2 separate regions of the Ovis aries genome follow, and region 1 is linked to region 2. The links are chromatin contacts, called in public Hi-C maps. All regions are on one chromosome and are shown on one strand. The core of a region is the stretch at or near the end of the contact, and the rest is flanking DNA. Distances in the headings are between cores, read along the strand shown. Region 1 holds the start of ARRDC3 (arrestin domain containing 3). Region 2 has its middle 140 kb from the start of ARRDC3.

Region 1 (3,912 bases), core at 184-2,683, 140 kb after region 2:
TCTAACAAAGGGTGGAAACTTAGAAAAACAAGCTTAGAGTCTCCTATATTTCCACAATGTAACCATTTAAACAATAGATTGGAAATCTCAGGACCCCCTTTCCCTTTGACAACCGTTTATCTTCCTTTTCTGACCAAAAATCAAATCCAATGAGCCGAATACTTTTCAATTCCATTTGACTGGCAGGGGTTTCATTGAATCCACGTTCCAAAGTTAGGCATGATGCTCGGAAAAGAAAATTTCTGACCCTAAATGGCTTTTAAAACTGATTTTTAACACATCATCATGATAGGTGCTGTCCTTTAAAATAGAGAACGCCTGAGTAAATTTCTGAAGGAATTGGAAAGAATAGGGAAAAAACACGTGGGGTGTTCATACCATATGTCAAAATAACCCACAGAAACCCTTTATCGAGAACTACGGTCAATTCTCTAAAAGTCTTTTGCGTGTCAATATTAAAAAATGAAATACACCTATTAACCCACTTTAAAGTGTTATTTCTTCATTGAAGCTTAGTTTTTAAGACCTCAGGTTGCAGCGTATAAGGGAAAAATCTAATATTCGACTGCAGCTTTTAGCAATTCATTTGAAAACATGTAAGTAAAATTACTGAATCGGTTTTAAGCATAATTTATATGTAAGGTTGAAATGGATTCCAAATGTGTATGGCACAAACCAAGCCGGGTATAGAGGTAGTTGAATAAGTGCAGTTTGCAGTCACTTTGCAGATGCCTGCATGCGTTACGGCTTAACACACGATGAATGTCAAGGAGAATCCAAATCTTCTAACTTTGCTAACCTTTATCAAACTGCTATATGTTATGCTAGGAGCAGGATTACATTAATTCAGAAAAATTGAAAAGGCACTTTCCAAAGAAAGGTCTAATAATTTCCTAACAATGTTTAAAAAAAAAAAACTTACCTCTTTCGTGTCCAATTAAGATGTCTTTATGGTTGAAATATTCTACTTCTTCAGTGTAATTCTGTGTATAGGCAGTATTGGAGCCGGCGTTTCTCGATTCGGTCCAGCGTACTTTCGCATGTCCTCTTGCATGAATTTTAAGAGATTTTACTCTGATTTCCCCCGTAACTTCTAAATTCACCCTTCCTGAGACTGTATCCCCACTAGAATACACAGGGACATTGCTGTCATTAAGACAGTCAAAGCTTATTGTCAAACTCTTTACCTTTCCAAGCACCATGTTTATAACAAAATCTATAAAAAATATAATGTAAGACAAAAAAAGTCAAGATCACATATATGATGTGATCCTCACTTAACACTGATCTATGTCTTTGCCGTGCAAAAAGCTTGCAGGCAGATCAGCGATTCTTTACAAATAGTTCATTGAGATTTCTTAAAAAGTCAGGGCAGCACAGAGGCTGCTGGCTGCTCCGCGCTACTGCGAGTCTCAGTGGTCTCCTTACAAAGACGGGCGGCTGGAAGCTGCCAGCTCACTTTAAGAGGAGCTTTGTGAAAAACAACCCAGGTGCGCATGCGCACGCCGCGGCTGCTGTCGGCCCTCCCAGCGCGCCCCCTCCCGCGCCCGGCTCGCTCTCTGGCTCGTTTGCTCGCTCGCGGGTACAGTAGGTGTAAGCCACGGGAGGAAGACACTGGGGCTGCTGGGAGGCTGAACCAGACTTCTCTGCATTGTGGCCTCCTATTGGTAGGCAGGCTACCGTAAACCCTCGATGTGCTAGCCAGAGTCCCTTATCGAGCACACTCTAGTAGAAAGATGATGGCCGAGGGGGCCACCGGGGGACAAGGTTTGGGTGGGGAGCTGTTTGCAAAGGGCAGTAAGGATAAAACTGCTGAGTGACCGGCCCGAAGCATGCGTTCCCGGCACTGCAGGGTTTTGCCCACTGCCTGGATGGGAGGAGGAAAAAGTGATGTATGTAGAGAGATGGGGGAAGGGGAGAAACCGGTTGGGCAAGGGCTGGTCGCTGAGCATAATCTTAACGAATTTCAAAAGAAAATGTAATAAAAATCAGAGAAGAGATAATGTTCAGTAGACAAGAGCATTCTTGGCTTGGTTTTTTAAAAATTTTTATTTAAAAAAGACCAGTGCCTTGTAGGCAGGGTGGAAATGACCTAGTCGAGACGTTAAAAGAGATTGCAACAAGGAGCAAAGAAGAGAAGCATCTATAATTTAATCATTATATTTTGCTTTCTCCTCCACTGCTTTCTCTTCCATCTCTTAATTCGATACCAATAAAAACAACCAAGATGTTTGCTTGATGACACCAGGGGAAAAAAGGTTTGACCACTTCCTCGAAGGAAGAAGCCATCCTTTTTTTGAGACACCACCTACAGCTAGATTTGCAGGGTATGACATGATTGTAACTCCTGTGTCCAGAGGGTTAAGAATAGGATTTGGCCTAAAAAAGTACCACCTTATAAAAGGCAGCATGACATAGTGTTTTAGCTGACATAATGTTTACAGCAGCATTGAAAAATCTTTGTTAGAAGTTAGTGAAGCCCAGAGGATGGTTTTTAAAAAAGAATGATTTGTTATATAACTAGGACTTAATTCTGTGAAGCTTTAATTTTGATTTTCAGCTTTGGACTGTTCAACATAATAATTCACATATCTATCTTAAGGACAAGTACATTTGTCTCTTTATTGAGAATGTTTTGATAACAAATTGGAGTGCTTTCCTGTATCACACTGGGAAGCAAGGCTTAACAGCATAAAATCATCTAGATTGTATGGAATCAATGAAATTACCTGTAAGAGAGGAATGGGGAGAACAGAATATGAATCTCAAATTATGTATACATAACTAAATACTCTTCGGAAGATTTTTGACTGTGTGTAAACTGCTTTAAATTATTTTGTGCAGTGTATTAAGATAGGATGAAGCTCTAAATCATGACCCATTGAGCTCATTGGTCTTGCTGGTTTTTTTTTTTTTTAATCCAGAAACTGAGTTTTATTTGTTGCTTTTAGTTGAAAGGCAGCATTTGGGAGTCAAGAGCATTATATAAATTGCTTACATGGAATATAAATATGCAAACTATTTTGACAGTTAAAGAGCTGGACATTTATCTCTGATAGAGCTTAGATGGTTTTGCTGAAAACTGAATTCGTGTATTTCAGTGGTGGTGAGGGGAAATAGTCTTTTTTCCCTCTTGCATGACACCTGGTGGCTTTTCTAGTTGTTCAAATACTTGGGATTTTGTACTGGCCTTGATAACTGATGCTATTTGGGTTTTTCTTGCCACCTAGTGGTAAAAGTGGTGAATTTGTGTTAGCTTAAGGTCAAACTATATATCTAGTGTTCAGATGACTTTGGGCGTGGATTTAAAAGTGAAGTTTATAGTGAGGCCTTTACTACCGGAGTTATTTTAAATTACTAAGGGCCAGTGAGCAGTGGTTGAATTCTTCAGAATTTTTAGTAAAATTTCTCCTTTACTAAAACCTCTTTACTAAAATCTCTTTAGCAAGTTGGAGTATAGTTTATTTCTGAAAAAATAAGTCAGCTGTTTAAATTAAGACAACTAGAATTCCATTTAACCAAAAAGAATTCTGAAGAGATTTACTTGTATTTTGGAAAATCGTTTTAGCCCGTTAAATGATTCAATCCTGTCATTATATTACATTATTCCTTCTGTCTGAAGCTTTTAGGATATTATAAATCATTCTCGTCATTATTTTTCTACTTCTCTGTTTTCTTTTTACAGTGTCTTCCTAAACGCTTTAGTAACTGACAAGTTGCCAAGAAATTGTTATCTCCTATCACTTTGACTAAAGATCCTACTCACTTACCCTAATTATAACCATTCTTCTCTTTGGATTCAGTCATGTGATTATTTCTTAAACACCTAATCTTGAGTTTACTTTTTGCGTTTTGTTTCCCTCCTCCTGTTTATTCAAGCTATAAAACCGTCGGGAACAAATAACAAATGAA
Region 2 (4,228 bases), core at 1,065-3,564:
TGTACAACTGACCCCCTTTGCAAACTCTCAGGTATCTGGTTTACCTACCTTAGATCAAGTGCCTACCCATGGTTCCATCAGTTTTCCCTTCATTGCCAAAGTAACTACTCCTGTTGGATGTGACAGCAGAGAAAGCAGCCACCCTAATGTATTTCTACACTCCTTTTCAATCCTGTCCTGGGCTCTCTCAGCCAGTGTCCTCAGTCTCCTGCCCTTATCACAGGAGGCTTCAACCTCTTATAATAGTGTTTCTCATACTTGTGTCAGATTGTTCAGATCACTTGCAGCAAAGTGTGTTTATAAAAAAAATGCAGATAGTCGGGTCCTTACCTATTCCAGATACCCTATGTGCCAAACACACTTTGGGAACTGGCATGAAAAACTCACTGTTGATAAGATTCTTTGTATTGGAAATCCTACTCTGAGTTTCAAATAACCTATAGACAAAATTTTTGTTGAATTTTTCAGTCTCTAAGTCATGTCCAACTCTCTGCAACCCCACGGACTGCAGCCCTCCAAGTTCCCCTGTCCTTCACTACTCCCAACATTTGCTCAAAATCATGGATATTGAGTTGGTGATGCCTTCCAACCATCTAATCCTCTGTTGTTCCATTTTCCTCCTGCCTTCGGTCTTTCCCAGCATCAGGGTCTTTCCAGTGAGTCAACCCTTCACATCAGGTAGACAAAGTATTGGAGCTTCAGCTTCAGTATCACAGTTCTTCCAATGAATATTCAGGGAAATTAGCTTCTAGAATAAATATATTCCACATAATAAATTGAAAACACTCGTGATATGTGTTTTAAATATTAAAAATATGTGTTTAATATTTACATATTAAAAATATGTGTTTTAAATATATTGGTGCCATATACCAAAGCATATGGTATTTTAAAAGTAAAATCCTTTAATACTTTAAATATTAAAGCTTAATCCTTTAATATTTCAGATGCTATCATGCAAAAATTAATATGGAGAATTTTTGTCTTTACCATTTTGTTCACTTCATGCATCTGCAATCAGTATAATCTGTAAGGAACCTAGGAAATGCACACTGGTTTAATCACTTTCCTGCCTCTTCCCCCTCCATCTTTAAGACTCTCTATTTTGAGTTAATGGTCTCTTCTAGATACTAGATAATCTAGATACTTTTAACATCCCTGTCTCATTACAACTATGCACCGTATCTTATCATCAAAAGCCACTGTTCCCTGTGAATGTCATCCACAGCAGAACTCAGGCTAACTCTCCTTACCAGCAGATTGATCATTAATACCCATTCTTCCCTGACAAGATCCTCTCCCTCAAGATTCTTCTGAGTTTATGCTTCTCAGATTTGAATACATATAACCCTGGGGATACACAGTTTCAGATCAGAAGCCACAAGTTAATGGTGATGCTTCTTATTGGAATATTTAACTAAAGATTTAATAACTTATCCGGAATGCAACCTTCATGTTATTTTTGTCTTAAACATGGATAGATTATTCTTTGCAACCCCATGGACTACAGAGTCCATGGAATTCTCTAGGCCAGAATACTGGAGTGGGTACGACTTTCCCTTCTCTAGGGGAACTTCCCAACCCAGGGATCGAACCCAGGTTAAAGACAAGGATACACATTTCACACTAAACTTTAAGAAAAAAGGTGAGCCTTCAAAAAATGCAAGCTATGTTTTCCAAGTTCCCAACCTCAGGCACATTATTAACTTGATAATATGTTATGGAGTTAACTGATCTTCATGAAACATGCATTCAATAGCTATGAAAATAACAGCTTAAGTAGTGAGAAAGTTTTAAAAAGCAGATCAGATCTAGCTGTCATCTCCCTTCTCTAATTCTATCTGAGCCCCAAGGATTTCTGGTTTTCAAGGGGCTAGGAGGGACCCAGGAGAAAGCAATTTCATTTTCAAGCAAGTGTATCTTTCAGCCGATCTTCAACAGAGTAAATATCCTCTGGAGCTGGTTTCATAATAGGTTCCTCTTATGAAGACTGGCTCTAACCAGTTCTTGGGAAATGTGCTTACAGACAAGGATTGCCCAACTGATCTCAGTAGACAAGAAAGAACACAGGCCAGCAGAGGTCATGCCAATGAACGCACGCCCTACACATATCTTGATGGACAAACTGATCCACCCCACAATGCCATGCACTTACCTATCATTAGGATTCAGATAATACCCTCTAAAAGAGTTCAAGGTACTCTTCATAAATATATAGAGGTAAATAATGTTGTTCATTCTTTTCCTGCTAGCAGAGTGAAAATTACCCCCATAGAGTAATCTGTACCAGCATACAGATAGCTAGAGTACACAGCTGCCCTCACAGTCTTTGAGAGGAGCCATAAGGTCTGACCTGTTGGAAAATAGTTTCCCCTTTGATTTCTCAGAATATAGCCTTCTTCATATTCCTGGCCTCCATTCCCACCATTAATGAATTGGACTCTAAGTAGAAGTGTTATCTCCATGAGGTCACTGTGAAAATGTATAATTAAATAAGCTGGGAGGGGTGTTGGGGTTTTTTCCCATTTATACAATAAAATATATTACTCACTGACATGGGTTAATTTACCTGCATTAATTGTCAGCTTGGAAAACAAATATTAGGATTCTGATGACATATGATATAAAATGGTAAGTTTCTAGTGAAGGTTGAGGCATGAGTTTCATGGGCTATTGCCACGCATTAGCCCATGAAACTCATACACTCTGGTTGGAGCCCAGCAGAGGGCACCCCAGGAAACCAGCAGGAGGAGCCTAGACACAGTAGTGGAGACAGATTCACTGAGCCTAACCATTTCCTCCGTTTTAATTTTTGCTAAACCAGCCCTGATCACTACAAAATAAACTGGTTGAGTGGTAGTGAGTAGAGTGATCAGGGAGCAGCCAATAATTTCTGAATTCTCTAAAACGCTAAAGTGAAAGTGTTAGTTCTTCAGTCATGTCCAACTCTTTGGGACCCCAAGGACTGTAGCCTACCAGGCTCCTCTGTCCATAGAACTCTCCAGACAAAAATACTGGACGGGTTTGCCGTTTCCTTCTCCAGGGGATCTTCCCAACCCAGGGATTGAACCCAGGTCTCCTACATTGCAAGCAGTTTCTTTACTGTCTGAGCCACCAGGGAAGGCCTGGTAAAATGCTTTAAAATAAAAACAGCAGTCGTCATCATGGTTTTCACCATCACTCCTGTGAGCCATATATCACTTCTCCGTTGCTTCTGGTAGAATCAGTCAGTTTCATTCCTCTGGTAGATGATATAAAGTTGCAGACAGCCACAGGAAACGCAAAGAAATACAGTTAGGAAGACACAGAGGGGAGTTAGGACTGATAAGCATAGTCAAGGGAAGAGTCAATGGTAGCCTGGGTAACATTCTCACTGATTGCTCCACAATGTAGATTGCTGAAAAGGCCATCAAATTCCTTCTTTCTTTGAGACCTGTTTGCACGCATACCTGTACAGTCTTTATAGAAATTGACAGATGAAGCCAGATTGGTTTTTACAGAGACAAAGGATACCTCATCCACCCAGCACACTAAATGGTTTCTAAGGAAAAGTACGGAGTTCACTTTAGATTCACAAAGATGATCCTGAAATAGAACTGAGCGTGTGCTTGAACATGCCAAGGAGTGGGAAATGAACTTTGAAAAATTATCAAAACTTATCAAAGTTAATTTAAATCATCCCAATTGTATAGAGCAAAGCATGAGAAACCAACATAACACAGCCAATAACCATTTTCCTTGCCATTCTCCTTGCCCAAAAATTAAAATAATTTTTAAACAATGATCTTATTTTGTGATATAAGCAAATGTAAAAGTGTTAAGCTTTCTTGAGAAAAGAGCATATAGGGATGATGAAGGCCAACACGTGTCCCTGTACTACATGGGACTGTACTCTGCCTTCTGGTGTCCATCTTCCGCCACTATTCTGTAAATTATGAGCACAGACCCAGAGTGATTTGATTTGATAAATGCTCTGCAAATATAGGGGTGACAGCCTACTTAGAGGTACTAAGAAGAAGTCTAGTCGGACTGGTAGATCTTGATACTCAATACGTGTGTACTTAGAGGTAACAAATGTCAGTGATATCCAGAAAGAGGTTCTGGAATATGCCAGTGGTTGAGTGACAGGAGCCCAGGAACAATGAATCTAGGAAGGGCAGCACACAAGTGTACATGTGCAAGAAAAAATGAGGTCAGGATAATCGGTCAGCAGGTTGCAAACTCCCAA

What was found. A called contact is a pair of places that touch in the nucleus more often than the background predicts.
Region 1: a contact with region 2 is called in a Hi-C map of hypothalamus, with 3 times the contacts expected there. The contact joins the promoter of ARRDC3 here to the enhancer-like site in region 2. A contact is called at or near these places in 9 of 16 Hi-C or Micro-C datasets (blood, hypothalamus, liver and 5 more).

Annotation. Positions count from the first base shown.
Region 1 is chr5:88,499,512-88,503,423 of ARS-UI_Ramb_v3.0, forward strand. ARRDC3 (arrestin domain containing 3) reads right to left here and starts at 1,434. Exons shown (of 9, transcript XM_060415993.1): 1 at 1-1,434.
Region 2 is chr5:88,360,292-88,364,519 of ARS-UI_Ramb_v3.0, forward strand. No RefSeq gene overlaps it. Among named protein-coding and RNA genes, the nearest start is that of ARRDC3, 140 kb to the right of the region's middle. Within about 2 kb of position 2,315, at least 27 of the 54 cell types and tissues checked have an H3K27ac peak or open chromatin away from gene starts, as enhancers often do. A contact at or near this core is called in hypothalamus, liver and tail adipose tissue, where this site is marked.